Regions from separate parts of the Zea mays genome. Here region 2 is linked to region 1. Evidence: chromatin contacts called from public Hi-C data. All regions are on one chromosome and are shown on one strand. Each heading gives the region's core, a stretch centred on a gene start, on an enhancer-like site or on the middle of the called end of the contact. The rest is flanking DNA. Distances are from core to core; before and after follow the strand shown.

What was found. Hi-C and Micro-C count contacts between places; a contact is called where the count stands out from the background.
Region 2: a contact with region 1 is called in a Hi-C map of ear, with 2.9 times the contacts expected there. The contact joins the promoter of LOC100275732 here to the enhancer-like site in region 1. A contact is called at or near these places in 6 of 25 Hi-C or Micro-C datasets (bundle sheath, ear, endosperm and 2 more).

The regions. Positions count from the first base shown.
Region 1 is chr9:42,382,287-42,387,412 of Zm-B73-REFERENCE-NAM-5.0, forward strand. No RefSeq gene overlaps it. Among protein-coding and RNA genes, the nearest start is that of LOC100279861, 14 kb to the left of the region's middle. Within about 2 kb of position 2,530, at least 19 of the 20 cell types and tissues checked have an H3K27ac peak or open chromatin away from gene starts, as enhancers often do. A contact at or near this core is called in bundle sheath, ear, leaf and 1 more, where this site is marked.
Region 2 is chr9:42,822,434-42,827,559 of Zm-B73-REFERENCE-NAM-5.0, forward strand. It overlaps LOC100275732, which reads right to left and starts at 2,906. Exons shown (of 5, transcript NM_001371735.1): 1 at 2,579-2,906; 2 at 2,324-2,472; 3 at 2,064-2,225. The coding sequence starts at 2,765.

The DNA.
Region 1 (5,126 bases), core at 1,280-3,779:
TTTTGTGCGTACTTTGTTCTCACTCATGCGCACTCGAGAAGACTTCCCTGTCGGTCACCCATCCCAAAATTGTTTTGGGCCAAGCACGCTTAACCTGCAGGTTCTTTCGAGATAGACTTCCAAGAAAGAGATGCACCTTGATAGGCTTTGATACTATTTGTAGTAACCTGTCCACTCCTGTACCAGCGGTACTTACTCCTGGCAGCTCTATAGGATCATATATCATCCCCACAGACCAACATGAGTCTTTTGTGCGCACTATATCATCACTCATGCACACCTTATTCTCACACATGCACACCCGAGAAGACTTCCCGGTCGATCACCCATCTCAAGATTGCTCTAGGCCAAGCACGCTTAACCCAGAGGTTCTATCGAGATAGACTTCCGAAAAAGAAGATGCACCTTATTGGTATGAGTACTCTATTAATTCTATTAAGCCTTGGACCAGGATATAACATCCACAGAGGCCAGGATATCACAACTTGGTACAATTACAACGACGCGCACAAGCGTCGAGGGGTTTGAGGGTGTCTAACCTCACTCTAATCAACTAGGAATAAACCTAGAGCAAGAGCTATGAAGCGGTCCAACTAAACTAAGGACTTCATAAAGCACTCACACTAATCACTGAGTGATTCTATTAGCACTTGTGTGCCTTTAGCTAAAGGATTGGAGTCTCAATGAACACATTATGGGCCTGTTTATTTCAGCTTCTTAGTAGCTTCTAACCATCAGAAGCTGCTACAGTCTGCCAAACACCTAGCTTTTTAGCCAGCTTTTGTGAGAATCACTTTGGTGATAACCATCTAAAATCAATGTGAACAAAAAATCAGTTGAATCGCCATGAAAGTAGGAATCCGTCACTTTCTAGACCCAAAACCCTATGAACCCCTTCATCTCCCTCCACACGTAATCCTGACGATATTCAGATTCTCCCCACAGCTAGATTCTCCCCATTGCCAGATTCTCAGAAAAGCTCGTCCGAAAAAAGCCGAAACAAATCGGCCCATGATTCTTGGCTCTCCACACATAGAAATGGCTGGTTGGGCTGATATTTATAGCCCTCCACACTTAAAATAGGTGGTCGAAGGAATCAGATTTTTCTGCAAAGCACCGAATGTGTTCGATGCACCACCGGTGTGCCATAGGACAGGTTCGGTGCTTTCTATGTTGACTAGCTGCTGGAAACTAGCCGTTTGTAGACCATTTAAGCCTTTGGATATCCAGTGCGCCACTGGTAATATACTAGACATGTTCGATGCCTTATACACGTCTCGGTTGCATTTTGCAACCTCTGTGAGTGTCGTAGTTGGTGTGACATTTGGTGCACCACTTGTAATACCCGACTGGTGGTGTTAATAAAGAGAGAGTAATCTTCTTATATATGTTGTCCTCCACTTATTAGAACATGTGAATAACCATGTTTAAAGAGAATAATTAACTAATGACATATAAATAATTGACGCATCATGTTGGAGTTTATTGTGCATTTAATAATATTAATATTAATAAAGATATATTAGTGTCCAAATTGGGATTTAACCTAATTTACAATTTGGAAATTGGAAATAGTATAGAAAAGGAAAGAGGAAAAAAATACTACACAATATATATATATATATAAATTCCTTCTATACTGGTATGTTCAATTTACACCTTTAACTTGAGTACAAAATCCACAACAATATTTGAATTCAAACTGAGATTCAAAAATAAGAAGAAAAGAAAACAGAAATATAAAAGAAGAAAATAAGAAAATAAGAAAAACTTTTCTGGGCCATGTACCCCATTTCGGCCCACTTACCGTGCGGACGCGGCTTACTGCGGAATCTGGCGCCGACGGGTGGGACCCACCGGTCAGTCACTCGCCGTGCGCGCGTGGCCACCATGGACTGGCGCACCGGGCCCACACGTCAGGCGGCTCTGTTCCTCTTGTCGGGCGCGTCTGCGTAACCTCCCCTCCGAAGTTCAGGCGAGCGCTTGCGACTATCTCGCCAGCTGCGGCCGTGTGACCCGCCTGCCCATATACCAACCCATCCTCGCTGCTCTTGCCTTGAATCATACCGCGAGAAGATCCCGGAAGAGATACCGAGGGAGAAGAGAGATCCGCCGCCGCCTTATTTACTCGGCATCGTCGGAGCACGACCATTGGGTAGCCGGGGGTGCTAACCAAGACCGGTGGGACCGATTGGTGGGGTTTCGGGGCTCGATGACCGACCGCGGCTTGCCCAATTGCTCACCGGAGAGCCCTACTCGCCGCAAAGCCACTCTTCACCGTGGGCAGTTCTCTGGGTATCGAATCCATCACTGTTGAGTCTTCAGTTGCATCCGCCTCGTACGTAGCACTGTGTTATACCTGTTAATTCGGGGTTTGGGGGCTTGGGCACAGTTCGGTCGAGAGCGCCGGTGAACCTGCACCGGGTGGGTTGTTGCGCCGTCGCCCTGCTCGGTCAGGGTTGAAGACAAGCTCGTGTCCATCAGATTAGTGATGAACGACTAGGATTAGATCACCCCAGAACCAAATCAGGGTGGTTGGATCACGATCGTGCGGTCCGGATCGAACACCGCGTAACGCTTCGCCGGGAGTAAAGATAAGCAACGACCTTAGATCAGGTGGTCGCGGGACGATTCCGGAACATTAAATCTCGACTGTCGATATTAGATCCTACGACTACTGTGACTTTACCGGTTCATGGGAAACACATTTTAATCTGGGTCGTGTGCTCCACATCCGACGACCGAGATCTTAGGATAACCCTTCGGCCTAGAAGTCTTCCTAAAGAACCCCTGAGTTTTTACTAAATTAACCCCCACAGAGTAATTACAACCGAGCCCAAGATTTTACAGATTAAACCACGGGTTCTCGGGAATTTGCGGGCACAATCCAAATTGGTTTCAGGTTTAATAAATTAAAATAGAAAATAAATTTTAGTATTAAAAATAATCTCAGAAACTGGTTTAATTCATAGAAAATTCATTTTAACTCCTCTTTAACCCATTCCAGTTGCGATAATTTTGTTTTAATATTGTTTATCATTTAATAACTCTGTTTTAGCATGAAACCTAGATTAAAATTAATCACTTGGTTATTTTTGTACCAAACACATAAAACCTTCGGAAAATCATAACTCGTAATCTGTAACTCCAAATTTAGTGATTCTTGAACCTATGATCTCGTTACGTTGCATAGATTATTATTATGTATGGTGTACTCATGTCTGGTGTGATGCTAATTTCTCCTATACCATGTCTGTTTGTATTGCTTCGAGTAGACGAACCAGGGACCGAGGATCCAGGTGTTCAGCAGGTAGAAGTTGCTGAGCAGGAGCTCATTGAAGGAAAGTTGTGCCCTTGACCACTTTTATTTACCCAATAATATTCTCTATAATCATTTTGGCATGTATAGGCTTAATTTTGATGGGACCCAATAGGTCACCCTAGCTTGGTCATCTTTACACCTTGTTACTCCTTAACTTTTGGGTAGTCTTTGCTATTGCTATATATGGTTTTGGGTGTTGAGATAACTATTACACATGGTCATTCTTTATTATTATTATTGTTTTATTCTGTTCATGATAAGACTATTGTGTTAATTGGAACATGGAGCTTAACTTGAGAAACACGTGCCACCACAAGGGTGGAATGGGACGCCCTTGGCTGACTAATTAGGAAAGCTAGTGGAGATCTATCTTACTCGAAAGGGGCAAGGGCAGTAGGGGAGTTGTCAGTGTAGGGAGGTTCTCGGGTTGATTTTGCTGCAATAGCGGTCAGACAGGGGATTCCTGCATTGCGCTCCCTAGAAACTATAGCAGGTTTTTTGAAGCTAGTGGAACTTTGTAAAGGCCTCGTAGTGTTACCCTGCCTCGTCTCCTTGGTAGAGATGAGTGGGACTTCTAGACCCCTTGGCAATCGGGTGACATGATTTGTGGGTAAAGGGTACAATCTCTGTAGAGTGTAAAACTGGTATACTAGCCGTGCTCGCGGTCATGAGCAGCTCAGGACTCTCGCATGATTAATTTATGGAATTAAATTTAATTTGTCATCTACATCGCATTGCAGTTTTGTTATTAATTTTGATCTATTATTACTCTGGTTTGGTATCTACTTACATTTAGTAATAGCTAATAAAACTTGACCAACTTGTTAAAAGCAATGCTCATCTGTAACCCTTATTTATTGTTCAGCCTTACACTTCACATGAGCTCCCACCTTTGGTGAGTTCATGCACATTATTCCCCATAACTTGTTGAGCTATGATCTTTTGTGAGCTCACTATTGCGATATATAAACCCCCCACAGGAGAAGAACAGGTGGTCCAGGAGGAGTCTTACAACGAGGAGTACGAGCTTATCTAGGTGATGTCTCCGAGTTGGCTTTATGACGCCAAGGAATAATACTTAGTTCGCTTTATTGTTCTCATTTATTTTTGTAAGACTTACGCTATATAATAATGATATTTGTGACATTTATCTCTATACACTTTGTCATTATATGTGATGTTCTTGTTTGTCGCACATATGAGACGCACCCGGCTTTATCCCTTAAATCTGGGTGTGACACCACTAGACATGTTTGGTGCACTAAATCTTTAACCGCTTCTTTAGCTCAGGCAGCACACCTATTCGGTGTGAAATTCAGTATACCACCGAACACATCCGGTGTACTCTGTGTAGCTTGAATTCTTCGTTTCTTCATATTTATTCGTTTAGGCTTCTTTTGTCTTTTGTATTGAACTCTTGTATGATCTTGTTAAGTATTTAATGGGCCTTCTAATGTCTTTCTTTGAGGTGTTAATCTCCTTTATGGCCTCATTTCCTTTGTCCAAGTTCACGCTGCATCCTTTGAACTATACACATAAACACTAGAAAACACATTAGTCCAAATGGTTATGTTGATCACCAAACATCAAAATAACATAATCAAATTGGCTGATGTCCATTTTTCTTATGACAACACAACTAAAATAAGAAAATATTATAAATAACAAATGAAAAATGCAATCTACTCCCTCTGTTTCAAAATAGTAGTCGTTTTAGCTCTTAATTTTTATGTCTATATTCAAATGGATGAAGATAAACCTAGACACAAATATAAAACACATACATTAAGTATTATATGAATCT
Region 2 (5,126 bases), core at 1,656-4,155, 440 kb after region 1:
GAGCCAAGTTGGGTAGTCTATGTGCTCTATGAATTTGGCATCCAGAAGTCGGTGGACCTTGGCTTCAGCGGCTTGGGCCTTCTCGTCCGACATTTTGCGAAGTCTCTGCATCTTGGGACGGATCAAATGGTCGATGCATAGGTTGTTTCTATTATGGAGTAACTGACGCCGACGAGGTCTAAAGAGGACCAGGTGAAGACATCCTTATTTCTGCTCAGGCAGGCGAGTAACTTTTCTTCTTCTGGCTGTGATCTTCAAAATTGTCTAGCTACTTCAAAATTTATTTTCAGGTCAATTGATCAGCCTTTTGCAATCTTGACAAAGCTGAAAGGCATTCCTCCATAAGTCATCATTACAAGCCTATGTAGGATGATGCCTTAACAGCTTTGTTAACTTTGTGAAAGGGATGTCATGATGCGGCATCATTGTATATTTGTGAGCCAATACGGGCTGACTCCAATCTTTATGAACAAAGGCTCTGTAATTTAAGAAGTTTTTCACTTCTGATTTGTTGTAGGTGCACAACTAAAAATATGCATGGGTTGTGATAGCTTGTGTAGTTCAAAAACCACTTGTATTAATTTTTGGTTAATATAAATGCTTAGTAGTCTAGTAAATTAATTTTGCGATACTTGTTTGGAGAGAGTAATTTGGTAGTAGTTATTGTTCCATTCTATTTTTAATTGTTTGCTTATTTTTTGGTAGCATGGAGAGATTAATTTGGTCATAGTAAGGACCTCAGCGGCTCGCTGCAACTCGGTTAAGTGACGAGTCGAGCTTGGATTGCTCCACTAGAGATCCTGAGAAGTCGGCTCACCTCGGCTCATGAGCTGGCTCACCGAGCCAACGAGCCTGGCCATAAGCATGAACTTGTCCTCCAAATTGTGATATAAAATTTCAATAATAATCTATGATATAAAATTTCAAAAATAATCTAAGTAACATATTTTTTAAAATTAATAAAATAAATACATTACTAATATAATATAAAAAATATTTTGTAAATTAATCTCAAATAACATAAACTAATCATCTATTTGGCACTAAGACTACATGCTAATTAGGATTTTACGTAATACATTGTTATTGGACCGAGCCACGAGCCAGCTCACGAGTCGCAGTGAGCCCAACCGAGCTGGCTCGCACTTTTCTCGAGCCACAAAACAGACTTTACCTCGGGCTCATTCCGAGCCTCAAGACGCTCTAAATCCGAGCCAAGTTGTGAGACGCGAGCTAATTTTCCATCCCTACTGAGGACCCACTTGTACCAATAAGTGGTTTAGGCGTTCGGCTTTGGTAGCTTCTACTTTTCTGGTGCTGTGCTCCTCGTGATGTGTGGAGGCATCAGGTTTGAACCTTAGAGCACCATGGATAGTTAACATCAGCAGGAAAAGAGATGTGGGTCGACCCTGACCCTTAAACAAGAGCGGCACGCAGGGTTGGGATTAGGGGCACTCTGATCCAACCCCTTTGCAGGCCTACATTAAACTATTTACAAAGTTTCTCAAATACAATCTAAAAATCTATTTACAACGAAGAGAACACTAAGAGTAGCATTTGCTAAGTGGAGCAAGTCAGAAGTCAGATATATCAAACACGACCACACAAAAACTGAAAAAGTGAAGGTACCAAAAGCATAACTAACCTGCTGATGTTTCGATGTACCGGTTAAGTAAGATGTTCAATGTTGAGTAATCTCATAATGAGAATGGAAACAAAAGCTACTGCATTTCCTTCTCTATATATTAACAACACCATGACTCACTTTTTGTATGGTATAATGATCTTTATCCAGCTGAATGTGCGTACAGTTTTTCATCGCTCAAAACATGCTATGTACTTCATTAGTATTTTTGTTTTTTACCTTCCCTCTATTGCTGGTATACGTATATTCTCATTTACGTTATGTACAATGTCAATAGCCCACTTCAATGCATAGTAGAATATATAATAAAATCAAACGGGATGACAATCCCCAATGGTCTAATAGCATTTTGCATATAATACCACAAAGTATAATAAGACATGTGACTCGGTAACATTGTCAGGTTTCTTAGAGTCACCTCGTTAAATGACTTCGGTAATGGCTTCCCTTCTTCCTTGAGCTTTGCAATCTTCTTCTGAGCCTCTTTAGCCCATGTGTACTTGGCCAGAATGTGCTCCACGTCAGCAATTGTGCAGTTGCAGTGCTTGGTCGCGTTAATTTTGTCAGTGTTTCGGAGGTTCTGTATAAAAATGACGGTGCAGACAATTAATCTATCCCCACCCCCAAATAGCGAGCACTGTATCCAAATAAAGGATAGAAAATCAGATTAGTGTGTACCTCGCCGGTGGGGTCGATGGCACCGAGGTAGCGCAGCACAGCGGAGTGCTTCTCGAAGACGTTCACGACGGTGGCCTCGCTGGCCCGCCCGGCAACGAAGTTCTTGAACGTCCCCAGCTTCCTCGCTTTCTCCATCGTGTCTGCGAACTCTGCAAATCAAACCCAAACCGGGAAAGAGGACGGTCAAGCCACCACACCGCCATTAGCCTACCCCAAAGGTAACCGAAGCCGTGCTCGGGCGTGTCGGCAACTTACGGATGAGGGTGAAGGAGGATGCCTCGGAGGCCTCCTCGGGCTTCTTGCCAGTGATGGTGGACTTGATCTTATCAAACCAGCCGAAGGACGAGAGGTGCGGGGTCGAGGCGATGCCGCGGGACGACGTGAGGATGTGCATCGCCCGCCGGGAGGGCGTGAAGATGTGGAGCGCCTGGCGGGAGGCCATGGATTTGGATGCCGTCACCGGTGAGCCGGCGGCGGCCAGAAGCGGTGGGGTTTCTTCCTAGGGGTTTACTGCGGCGACCCGCGACCGGAAGGAGAGTAAGATGGGCTTTCAAGTATCCGAAAACCATATCTAGGCCTTTTTGACGGCCCAAGTTTTGCTTAAAATGTTTATAGCTGACTGTTTTCTCTTACGGCACCATCATAATTAATAATATTGGTTGAGGTATCTGAGACCCTACCATTAGTGCAACGGCTGAGCAACACGTGAGGTTCTAGTAAGTGAGTGTGATGAACTCTCTCCATAAAAGTAGTCATAAAAATTGTATTGGGTCTGGATGATTTCTTACGGTCTATCTGTGGGTAGCAATTTATTGGTGGGTTTGTGTTGGTTTCTTCTGGCCTATTTATCGGTTAACGGCCACTGATAGGTAAGAACCGGGAGAGGGGAAACATATATGCGCGACAGCTTACATTGGTTTCTCACAACCTATTTATGAGTTAACAAATAGATAAGTAGCGGGAAAGAAGGACACAAATGTGCGCTTCGTGTGTGATATAGGATGTAGGACGACCTGGTACAAACGAGGTCGGTTGGAAGACTTTAATTATTAGAAAAGGAAGCGCGCTTCATGGCGCCCTACTCCATTAGCCGCATGCATTAACAAACATAATTTAGTGCGATTCAAAGTCGAGAATATACACAATCACAAAATAGACTGGTTCAGTATCAATGAGAATTTTCCCCCATGTACACAAAGAATATGTTGCCACATTACAATGCAAATCCAACAATCACAATGATATAGGACATGTTTAGTGTCATCATTACAAAAGGGGCAAAGAGGATACTTGCTGGTGGGGAGCCTGTCCATTTCCTGTGAAGGCAAGAGGATCCTTGCTCTTGCTCGCCTTGCCAAAAACAAAGCCCAATGATAAAGAGAAATTAACACTTGTCCTAACGGCAAGGCACTAAACATCATCTTATATTAGTAACGTATTTGCCATAATCTTCACTATAGCATTTTCATCACAGGCAACTTTGGATGACTTAAGGGCTACTACCTTCTCTAGCACCTTGCCACTTGAACATGTTATCGTTTGAGATGATCCATTTGCACATTCATCTGTAAGGACCTTGGACATATGGTGACTGCCCAATGTTGGATCAACCTCTTTCAGAGAATCAATCTTGAATAAATGCTCAAAACGATCCTTGCACATCTAGAGCCTAAGCAATTCAGTATGTGTATGGATTGTTGTTCTGACTATTTTAATTAGCCGAGGCTCTTCAATACCAAGCCTTCTGCTCATTGCAACCTACAAAAGAGAATATGCTTGATAACATCCCATACTATTCCAACTAAACACAACAAAAACATGCTCATTTCTTTGATTAAGGAAACTAAGATCTAGACTTTGGAACAACCACCGTATGTTTAGTTCTTGCTGTTAAAGATTTCTTTTTGTCCGCTTGGGCTGTTGCAGCGCCAGCATCTGCACTTTGGAACAATGCAAGGAAAAAAATTTAGTTTGATACACAGAATCAGGAAACAAAAACCAGTCAACCCAACACTAAGTAGATATGAATTAGGAACTAATAAAGGTACTTACGATCTACTTTGGTACATTACTCTATATTTTCACATTACCTGCATCAACGTTGTTTGCACCTTCAATCCTGGTCTTGAAAATGTTGTTGCCTTGAGATGCAGAGCTAGGAACTGAGACTGACACAGGAGCAGGAGGGGTAAACCTAGTTGATATATTAGCAGAAATTCACAAATACTAATATAAAGCATTCCAGAATAATTGACATACCATCAAACCCAATAATTTGCACAAGGGAATGGTTGCCAACAGATTTAGATTCTCAAATATATTGTCATATACTGAATCAAAACATTTGGAATGAAAATATAGAAACCAGAATATAGTATCTTCCCCATATTCCCACTGGTCTAGCTCATTGGTGATTTTTTTGTCTCGGTTACTACTGACTGCAACCTCTACTCCATGGAGCAAATCTATAACACATAATTTAAAGTAATCGTGTTTTCTTTCTGAATTCCACAGACTAACTACTATAGTATGTTATACTTATACATAAAGAATATAGCAAATATTATCAAAGATAACCACTTTAATTCCATCATGATTGCACTTCTCGTGGAAATCAATCATAATTACGCTAAAAATAAGCAGATGCCACAGATGATTATAGATGCACGCACTGGAATAGGTAGTTAAAATAGCTTTATTCTCCATGTTAAGTAATATAATAATTCATAAAAATAGATGTCATAAAACATGCAACAGTGAGACCATGGCAGCATCTGCTTTGAAGGCAGTCACATGGAAGGTT